Linked DNA regions of Macaca mulatta: region 1 is linked to region 2. Evidence: chromatin contacts called from public Micro-C data. All regions are on one chromosome and are shown on one strand. The core of a region is the stretch at or near the end of the contact, and the rest is flanking DNA. Distances in the headings are between cores, read along the strand shown.

The links. Hi-C and Micro-C count contacts between places; a contact is called where the count stands out from the background.
Region 1: a Micro-C map of CD4 T cells shows a contact between it and region 2, with 10 times the contacts expected there. The contact joins two enhancer-like sites. A contact is called at or near these places in 3 of 14 Hi-C or Micro-C datasets (CD4 T cells, blood and liver).

Annotation. Positions count from the first base shown.
Region 1 is chrX:71,797,971-71,803,324 of T2T-MMU8v2.0, reverse strand. All of the region lies in intron 1 of MSN (moesin), which reads right to left. Among named protein-coding and RNA genes, the nearest start is that of MSN, 31 kb to the right of the region's middle. Within about 2 kb of position 2,759, at least 13 of the 40 cell types and tissues checked have an H3K27ac peak or open chromatin away from gene starts, as enhancers often do. A contact at or near this core is called in CD4 T cells and blood, where this site is marked.
Region 2 is chrX:71,697,926-71,703,581 of T2T-MMU8v2.0, reverse strand. The region is part of intron 2 of LOC144338851 (a long non-coding RNA gene); the gene reads right to left. Among named protein-coding and RNA genes, the nearest start is that of LAS1L, 64 kb to the right of the region's middle. Within about 2 kb of position 2,146, at least 7 of the 40 cell types and tissues checked have an H3K27ac peak or open chromatin away from gene starts, as enhancers often do. A contact at or near this core is called in CD4 T cells and blood, where this site is marked.

The sequences.
Region 1 (5,354 bases), core at 1,510-4,009, 99 kb before region 2:
CACAATCAGAACGCTAAGTGCACCACACCCTCAGGCCATTGTCCAGGATCTTCAACCATCGTCCCATCTAGCTAAGAATCAAACAGTGGGAGAAAACAGACAGTTCAGATACTTCAGCATTCAAAACATGATGCTATAATTAGGGCCCCACTCAAAGCCCTCTTGAGTTCTCTGCCTCTTAAACACTCCACATTCACTCTTTCTGGAAGAACTTTCGGGCAAGGAGCAGACCTTAAATGAAGCTCTTCCTTTCCTTGATGTTCTTGGAACTTGAGGAAAAGAAGAGGCATGGTTGAGAGGATGCTGCATTTGCATACAGATGTGAGTAGGTTGGAGGGTGAGGGTAGGAGTCTAAAATAGGTGTGACTAGCAATGGTGCACTAGAACCAGCTTGCAGTAGAGCTGATCATGCACATCTCTTCCCAACTCCTCCACCAAGGACTGCATATTGGTAGCCTGAAATCAGCCATGGTGGGAGTATTTATACCATGGGAATTGGCAAACGGTAAAAATCATGGATTTGCCAAAGAGTTGATTGTTAAACATTTACCAGCACACTGGACAAGAGACACATGCAAGTTAAGCATTATTAAACCCATTTTATGAATGAGGAAACTGAGTCTCAAAGAAAGGAACCAACTGCTATTTTCTAGCTGCATGACCTTGACCAAGAGCCAAGTCTGTCTGACTAGCTACAAATCCCTGGCTCTCCTTACCAGTACCTCAGGGTAGCAGGACGTCCTTACTATCAGGCAAAAGGTGGCTGACCCAAAGGGCTCCCCATCAGCTAAAGGTCAAACAAGGGCACCTAATTGTGCCCAGTGCACCACCAAGGAAATCTGAGGATAAAGAGTTCAGGACTGAGACATGAAGCCAACAAGAGACAGTCTCATCCCCACCAGAGGAGACAGGCTGGAGTGAGGCAGGGAGTGGGCTAGAAAGCCCCAGTAGAAACCACAGGACATTCTTAAGCATTCTTAAGGTCTCTTCACAAATACCTGATAGAAACCCTGGGCTGTAGAGGTAGTCTGTGGAACATTACAAGTCCCTAGACCTTTTAAAGCCTCAGTTTTCCTACAGGTAAAATGGGAGTAATAATGCCTACCTCATCAGAGTGTTGCAAGGATGACATTTTATCCTTTACAAATAGAAAAGCACCTGGCTTGGTACCTGGCATGTAGTAGATGTTTCATAAATTTTAGTTCCTTTCTCCTGCAATCCCATTATACAACCCAGATTCTTCCAGGGCCTCTGGCTCACTTGTATACAACAATAATCCTAGCCCCATGTGTGCAGTGCTCTACAATTTAAAAGATACTTGCCCATATGCATTTTCTCACTGAATTAAACCCTGTAAGAAAAAGACAGGACCGAGACAAGTACCATTTTAAAGAAGGGAGAAATGGAGGTTCAGTGAGGTAAAGAACAACATGCTCAAGTGTGAAAGAAACAGAACTAGAACCCTGATCTCCCTAACTACTAGTATTCTGTTCTTTGCCTTTCCAAGCTTCTCTTATTTAAGGCTACACAAAGGTCCTTCCAAAGGCTTGCCTATTACCATTTGTTTCACCCAAGAAACTGAGCAGCCTCTGGACTTCAGGTCTGTCTTAGGATGCTACAAAAGAGGCTGTCTTTGGGACAGGAGAAGAGCATTGGTAACACAGGGTAGGAACAGTCCTTGTGGTAGAAGGAGTCACATCATTAGCTCAGAGCAACCAGCAACGAATGGTGGTTCAGAGATTGGGTCTGAATCCAATCCCAGTAAACTTGGGATACTCCCTTCCCACTGTAGGTCTGAGTGTTCCCAACTGTAATGTCTGGGTTTTACTCAGTGGTTTTGACTTTATTACATTTTTAGCAGCTTCCTGCCTCCTCAATCTCCCAAACTGAAAATCACACAAAACTTCAAAATATGAAGTATGTAAAAGTAGAGCTGTTCTGGTTGAAGGGAGGCTGTAACTCACCAGGTAGCCCAGCCAAACAGTTTGTAACCCACTGGATTAACAGCTTGAGGGGAGGGAGAGAGCTCTAGGTCTGACCTTCTAGAATTCTACTCATCCCTAGCTTTGCCACTGATTCCTTATAGCACTTATATGACTTTCTGGGCTTCAGTTTCCCCATCTGTAATGTGAAGCGGTTGGACTAGTTGGCCTCTAAAGGCCCTTTCAGCTTTGCAATTTCAGGAAAAAAGTGTTCAGCTATTCCCACAGTAGAAAACTGTGGAGAGAGACCAAGACCAGCATGAGCAAAGGTCAATCTCCACTCTGAAGAAAGCCCTTCAGCCTCTGGTGACTCTGAACTGAACTCTTCAGGCAATTCCTCAAGCACTGGGTGGGTGGGCAGACAGGCAGGAAGGCCGGCGCCCCACCCTCTTTTGCACAGGAAGCTAGCTACATCCTCTTTTCCCCACCCCAGGCAGCACATCACCAAAGGTCCCCAGCAGAAACAGTGGGGGGCAGGGAGAAGAGAAGGATGGGGCCTGAAAGGAAGCTGAACATGCAAATCACCTCAGCTAAGGAGCCATTTGTGGGGAGGGAAACAACTGGGGCCCTGAGAAAGAGCAGCAAAGCTGCCCATTATCTACCGGGGCCCAGCTCCCCAACAAAGCTTAGCCAAAGTGGCCTGAAGCCACAGGCTGTCATAAAGAATCACAAGGCATGGGTTGGTACAGTGAGCAGCCTGGACCCACTCACTCCGCCTCACTCAGTTTCTGCAGGCCAAAGATCTGGGGCTCTTACACAAAGTGTTTCTCAGGTACAGTCTTTCTTAGGGTAAGAACACAGACATGCCATGTGCGAGGGTGAGGTGTACACATGAGTGAACAATCAAGAATACAGGAGCTCTTCATGCCTCTCAAAGCCAAGGAGGCAGGCACTAATCCTCACTGCCTTACCACCAGCCCATTTTCCGGTGCCCACCCCCATACCCTGTGACTGGGGCCCAGCCCTCCCCACATCCTGTTCTCAGAGAACACGTGGCTGCCTAAGGAAAGATAATGTCATTACCATACTTCCCCTCCATAGAGGTGGCTTTCGTTGACTGGGGAGGGAGCTGCAGTTCTCTATCTGACCAGACTGAATAATCTACAGTAAATCTCCCAGTTTCACAGAATGGAACAGGAAGGGTAACTAGGTAACACTAGGAGCACCTTCTAAATTGGAGGATCCATGCCTACAGATAGATGATGATGATTCAAAACACTTCTGGAAAAATTAATTTTCTGGAAAAACCCAAATTGACAATTTAACTTACATTTGGAGACTGGAAGATGACATGCCAGTGTTCTTCCTTGATTAACAAACCAGGAAATGCAAAAACACAAGAAAATTATATTTTTAAAAAGGTCCCAAGTGTCACTCAAGTCTCATTACACATGGGTTTTAGATGCCAGCATTGGTATTTCTGTTAAAGCACCCTGATTTAAATGTGCCTACAGTGGCTTTGGCCCATTTGAAAAAGAAAATGATCTCACGCCATAGGAAGGTCCCCTGACAAACTCAAAGAGGAAGACGCAGCCAGGGTGTACCACAGCCTGAACCTACTCATTGTTGAAACTTCCTTCTCTCCTCTCTAAACAGCTCGGACTCCCTGGCTCCCCCATGTCTTCCCTTCCCACCCTATAAATATAGCAAATAATGTGGCTGAACATCCATCTGAATATTCAGGGAGGGCCTCCTTACTCACGTGAGAAGTTGGAAGGCAGATGCCTCACTACTAAGTGCAGACCTTCAATGTGGCATGATCCTTGGTTGGGCTTGTATGGGGGACTTTGGCTGGCTACCACTAAGCAGGATGTCCCCAAACCCCCACCCAGCCTGCTGTTCCCCTACACCTAATCTTACAGCCTAATCCAATTCTCATCCCCATTAGGGAACAAGGTTTACCATGTAGACCTTAAGAAAATACCTACTCTCAAATATACCTACCTCCAGTGGATGTAATGAAGGTTGAAAGGTGGCCTCATAACCTGCTGCAGGTGTATTTGTTTACAGCCAATAGCTCACAGCCTTCATTTCTGTCATGACCACCTTCCTGGAAGCAGAGGTATAGAGAGCCCAAAGAATGCTCTTGGGCTCTATGGATCTATGATTGTTTTGGAAAAGTCCCTTGGTGGCAAGGATAAGATAAGAGACCACATGGCATCCAGCTTATTAGTTTTGGTCCCTATGTAGCTTGAGATAACTTCTCCAAAAGCTGGCTTTGTTTTTTCGAGTTGATAAAGCCACATCTTTCCCTCCAAACCACAAATTCAGCTAACAATTTACTGAGACTAGTAAAAGCTATTTAACCTATCCTGCAATAATAAAAGGGTTTTTAGCACCCCTACCACCACAAACATATAACCTTCACACCCCTCAATGCTGAGGTGAGCAAGCATGAACCCACCTAGCCCCCCACACACATATTCATATCAGTTCTTTGGAGAGAATAAGAATCCTACCCTCAGCACCGAATGTTTGGTCTAGTTTTTTCAGACAACAGTAAAGAGGCCAGCCAGAATCTCTACGGAAATTACCCAGAAGCCTCCCTAATGGTCAAGGCAACATACATTGTTCCATAATCCAAAGCAAACCCTAAAAATCTACAATTCTAGTAAGATCTGGAAAAACAAGTAAGACTACCTCTTACCTACCTCAGGTGTTTCAGAAAGAACCCACATTATCAACACAGACATATGTAAACACATACAGGTGCCACATACCACCACTTTATCAGACACCCAATATGGATCAGATCAGGCTTTGAAATAATTCGTGTGTGTGTGTGAATGAGCAAGCACGTGAGGGCATTTTTTGTCAGATGGAGGAAATATGCAGATAAATGGATGAGAAATTATCATTCTCTACAGCAAGGGCAGAGATAGAGGTAATTAAAGTGGACTGTGGAAACACAAGCAAGAGGCATCCAGGCCATAATGGGGAAGGTGAGGAGACAAGGGGAGGTGAGAAGGCAGAAAGTTTCTTGAGATAGAGTTGACCTCTCCTGAAGGATAAAGGAGACTATCACAGGAAAAAGATTAAAGGGAAAAGGAGCCTCATGGTGTTCTGGGTAGAGAGACAGCATGTACAGGGATACAGAGGTAAGAAACACAAAGTATTCCTTTCAAATAACACAGAGAAATATACAAGCAAAAACTCTCTCAAAGGCATGAAGTTAAATATCAATGTCTCCTTTCCCAGGTTCCTGACCCTCTTCCCAGAATTTATCAGAAGAAAATGAATTAAAGATCTTCCCACCACTTTGGCATTAGGTGCCAGGTCATAAGATTTGGGGGAGATGGGCCACAATCAGAGACAGAAATCCCTGAAGACAAAGCCAGGCAAGGTGGACTAATGTATAAAATAAAGGTAAGA
Region 2 (5,656 bases), core at 897-3,396:
CTCAGGTAATCAACCCTCCTTGGCCTCTCAAAGTGCTGGGATTACCAGTGTGAGCCAGCATGCCTGGCCGCAATTAAAATTTTGGCTCTCGTTTTCATCCTTCAAGCCCTGACCCAAAAGTCACCTCCTCCATGAAGTCTGCCTCTAATCTCCCAAAAGTGCTGTGTAATAGAACCAAACTGACCCTAGTCAGCCTTAGTAAGCATGCATGTATGTTGTATGTCTTCATCCTCAGAGGAGAACTGATGGGGGAAGAGGGCAAAACTCCCTGATGCCAGTGCCTCATGGGTTTGAGTCCTGGCACTTCCACCAGCTTGCTGTGTGACTATGAACAAAGCTCAATTGCTCTCTGGCCTCGATTTTTCACTTCTAGATTCACTTTCACTTCTAGATTCTGTTCAAGATGTATGATTTTATGCAGCTTCTCTTATGCGGCTGCCTGGGACTAGGTATGTCCACTATCATATTATCATATTCATTCATATATTTTCTCTCTCTCTGTCTTTCCCTGTTTCTGTCTCTTTTCCCCTGTTTTTCTCTCCTCTCTCCTCCTCCCTTCTCTGTTTCCTTCTCTCTTCTGTTTCTCTGTCTCTCTGTTTCTTTCTTTTTCTTCCTGTCTCTATCTGTTTCTGTCTCTAATTCCTACTCTCTATTTTTCTCTCTCCTCCTTTCTTTCCTCTAAGTCTTTCCCTCTGTCCCTCCAACCTCTTTCTTCCTTTTGTCTGTCTCTCTGCCTCTTCCTTTATGCCTCTCTCTTCTCCTTCTCTGATTCTCTCTCTGTTTCATGAACTTCAACCTCGGAATCTGGCTGAATAACTTCCAATCCAAAATAGTTCTGGTGCTTCCTGAGTATTGCTGGTGAGGACAGGTAGAAATGGGGTCCCTCTGAGGTTTTCAGAAAGCTCAAGTTCCCTGCTCCTTGGGAAGGGTACCTCACAAAGCTAAGGAGGAAGGCAGCAGAATGTAAGGTCTCATAACATGCCCCATTGGCTCCTACCCTCCAGCCTTTCACCCAAAGAAACAACACTGCCCACAGATTACAAAGGGTCTTCATCTCCTAAATGATCTGAGCCAGAAGTTCTTAGAAACCATATTCCTACTCTCTTCTGACGCAATCCCACAAAATCATTTTGCAGATGTGAAAAATGAAGCCCACACATAGGAAAGGACTGGCTCACTATTACACAGTGAAGTAGCAGAACTGGAACTAGAATGTTAGTGTTCTGACTCCTAATCAAATTCTGAAAAGATTATAAAATTGATTCAACATCACCAGCCAAAAACCACTATTGGACTGGGCATGGTGGCTCACACCTGTAATCCCAACACTTTAGGAGGCCGAGGTAGGAAGATCGCTTGAGCCTAGGAGTTTAAGACCAGCCTAGGCCACAGAGCAAGACCCCAAGTCTACAAAAAATTTAAAAATTAGCTGGGCATGGTGTTGCATGCCTGTGGTCCCAGCTACTAGGGAGGGCGAGGTGGGAGAATCACCAGAGCCCAGGAGGTTGAGGCTGCAGTGAACTGTGATCACACCACTGCACTCCAGCCTGAGCTATAGGGCCAGACCCTGTCTCAAAAATAATAAAACAAGGCTGGGCAGGTGGCTCACATCTGCAATCCCAGTGTTTTGGGAGGCCAAGGTGGGAGGATCACTGGAGTCCTGGAGTTTGAGACCAGGCTCGGCAACATAGTGGGATGCTGTCTCAAAAAAAAAAAAAAAAAAAAAAAAAAAAAAAAAAAAAGGCAAGCATGGTGGTCCTAGTTACTCAGAAGAGGCTGAAGTGAGAGGATCACTTGAGCCCAGGAGGTTGAGGCTTCATTGAGCTGTGATCAAGTTCTGCACTGCAGCCTGGGCAACAGAGTGAGACTCTGTCTCAAATAAATAAATAAGAAATAAATGAAATAAAATAAAGCACTGTTGGGGTTATTTTTCTAGTAGAAGAAGAGAAAGCTGAGGATTGAAATGGGCAGAGTGGTGACCTAATCAATATCCAGATTGCGAACACTTAAAGGCAGGGTCTCTGTCAACTTTGTTTCCAGTGAAAGCCCCATACAGTATCTGGCCCCAGCTCAGTGATTAATAAATGAGGGAGGGAGTTGTCATCAGGCATTTGAGGGACATTGATGCCTCCTCTGGGACTCTGGGTATTTATGCAGAGACTCCAAAAAGCTGGAAATCAAAGGACTGGGGATTTAGTCTCAATCTGTCCAACACTGGTTCAGCTCCCACTCCTCCATAAATGAGTTTCTTCTTTATAAAAGAAGAGGTAATGGTATCTGCCTCATCTGGCTCCCTGGAGCTTGAGGAAGCTGAAATGAAAAAAAAAGAAAAAATAGGAAAGAGCTTTGACAAAAACAAGACACTACTTTGCAATTGTGATGGCCGGATGCTATGGTGATGTCCCAGCTAGCAATTATGTTCTCAGCGGCAACTGTGGGCAATGAGTGAGTCATCTTCTCACTCTCAAAGCCAGAGGCCTTGAAAGAGAAGAAATGAGGTGAGCCTTTTCTTAAGAGTTTTTTGGAGGGGACCAGAGCAGACCCCCTCACTCCCAACACACACACATACAAACTATACCCCAGATTCCAGCCTTCTGGGGATTCATAGTCAGCTTAAGCAAGGACTGCATCCCTACCTGTTATTTAATTCTGAGACACTGGGATCCCTAAGTTATTGAGGTTTCTCGGAGACTAGAAGTGAAGTGAGAGTCTCCAATTTCCATTCAGTCCCAGTTCTACAGCCAGCCTTGGGCTCCAGTTCTTATTTTCACTAACTTACTCTGTGGCTTCAGGTAAATTACACTCCCTCTCTGAACTCTTTTCATCTGTAAAGAAAAAAAAAAAAACTAACAGGATGAACTAGATGCCTAACATTATGTTTCTGAATCTGGACTGGGATTCAGAAGACCTGGGTTTGAGTCCTAGCTCCATCACAACGACTGTACAACCTTAGTCAACTTCTTTCCGGGGCCTCAGTTTTCACAACTATAAAATGAGGCATTTGGGTTAGATGCTTGGCAGTGTGTTTCAAAAGTTCTGAACCGGCATTCAGGAAACGTGGATTCTAGCCCTAACTGCCAGAGTGAATCACTGCCTGAGTTTAGACAGGTCTCATCTCTTCTCCGGGCTTGCTTCTGTACTTTTATCGTGAGGATATTCAAATATAAGTTATCTAAACACACCCTCTGATTCTGACAGCCTATGGTTCTAGAATTTTACAAGTACTGAAAAGGAAGTGAAGAAAGGGAGAGGCCACACCCAGAGTAATTTCTCATAAACTGGCAAGTGGTTGCCCTCTATGGGTCTGACCTGGAAGTGCAGGCCCAATTAGACCACTTGCTGTAGCAACTGCTAAAGAGCTGAGGCCAGAGGGGAGCGCAAGAGATCACTGAGTACTTCACTAGATAGGGCCAGAATCAGGCTGCGGTTGACCTACAGACCTCCCAGTCCCTCACAATGAGAGACATCCAGATAAGAAGTGTGTGCTGGGAGACTGAACCTTCTCTCCTAGTGACTAGAAACAAGAGGTTTTCCAGGGCTGTGCAGAGAGCATGGCCAGTAGGGTCTCTGCCATGGGCAAAGTGAATGTCGGGGGTGTGGATGAATGGGGGTGGAGTGTGACTGTGCTATGAGAGTGGGTATGGGAACAAGTTAGTTTCTTGGCTGAGAAGTTTTCACATATGGGGCAAAGATATGGCAAGAACTGCTCAAATGAAAGTGCTTTTCAGCATCCCCATCTACTCCCTTCCCTCCTCAGAGAAGATAAAATTTATGCCTGGGCAGAAAAAAGGAGCGACCTTAGTGTCAGAGTGAGAACCTAATCATGAGAAAGACTAAATCATGAGAAGGACTAAATCATGAGAAAGACCAGGGAGTGCTTGGTATTCAGGGAAGGCCCTACTGTCTAGAGGATTTGTGGGCTCAGTGTTGAGGTATCACTAAATTTGAGGGGCTTCTTGGACACAGTATTGCAGGGCATTACATGCTGGAGGTGTAGGATGGGTTCAGATATAGGGTTATGTTACAGAAACAGGTGCATACTAAGGCTTTCATTACTGTCATTCTATAATGTTTTATTATATAAGCAGTACTAGACAGGCCATGCAACACTGGGCTCCCCTCCCCCATCTCTCTTTCTTGGTTAAAAAGTCTGACCACCTAACTCAGATGCAAGGGAAACAACAAAGGCAGTCAATGTTTCTTCTTATGTGACAGGGATGGTTGCAGCCCTACTTCTCTCCTAATTCACTGTAGAAACCAGGTCAAGTTTCAGCATCTCTCTGGGCCTCAGTTTCCCCACCTGAAACAGGAGCAAGCTGGACTTGATGAGCTTCCAGGTTTCTCCCAGCCCTGACATTCTATCTGGTTCTTTTTATAATGTTCTATGGTGTTCTATGCTTCTCTGCCCCTACCCGAGTAGGGGCCACCAATTCCCAAAGGTCCTTTCAACCCTAACATCCAAGCCTACTCATTCAAGCTTCCAAGGCTTTCCATTATATCCTAGTCCCACCCCCACCACTTCATCCCACCACCATCCCCTCATGCCACTACCACCATTGCTGCTGTCTAGAACAGGGTGCAGTCTTCTCTACTTTTGTTTGGAAATTCTAACAACCCACCTCTGATGCTAATGAGTTGATAAAGATTGATACAGTATTGCTCTGAGGTGACAGAACTCCCAGTTCTGCCACTCTTCCCTTTGTGCCCTTGGGAAAATACCCCCACTTCTCTAAACCTAATTTTTTCCCAACTCAAAATTAAGGGTGGTGGACTAGAATGGTCTCTGAAAGCAGCAAATTGCTCCAACATCTTTCACTTCTAGGCAATGAGAAGATCGAGACTGTCTTTGATGTTTTGCCATAATTCTGATCCTCTCTCAGTGTTCCTTAAATGGAAACCTCTCTGCCTACAGCCTCCCACCCCTGATAAGTACCCGCAGTTTCCACCAGCAACTCCTAGACCTGTCTCCTTCCCTTCCTCAACCTGGTCCCAACACGAACAAAAAGTTTTTCTCTCCCAATCAAGGTGTCTGTGAGTCATAATAGTTTACTGTGAGGAACAGACTCAATGAAGATAACAAACTGCTTTTTACCCTATCAAATAATTTGCCTGCTGGGCGCAGTGGCTCATGCCTGTAATTCCAGCACTTTGGGAGGCCAAGATGGGCAGACCACCTGAGGTCAGGAGTTCGAGATCAGACTGGCCAACATGGCGAAACTCCATTTCTACTAAAAATACAAAAATTAGCCGGGCTTGATGGCATGCGCCTGTAATCCCAGCTACTCAGAAAGCTGAGGCAGGAGAATCGCTTGAACCGGGGAGGCAGAGGTTGCAGTGAGCCGAGATCACGCCACTGCACTCCAGCCTGGGTGACAGAGCAAGACTCCCTCTCAAAAAAATAATAAAATAAAACAAAATAAAATAAAATAATTTGTCTATATGGTCTTGTCATTAGTTTATTGCACCACCCCACCACTGCTGATTCCCACAAGCCTCTCCCAGAAAAACCACAAACAGACCCTGGGACGGAGACTTTGAAGGATATTTTGAAGGATATTTTATTTAAAAGTTTTGTAAACAGAATTATTCTCACAGCTTCAGCAACAGCAAGAGCTCAATTCAACCTCCCAGTCCAGACTAGTTGCTTGGGATACTT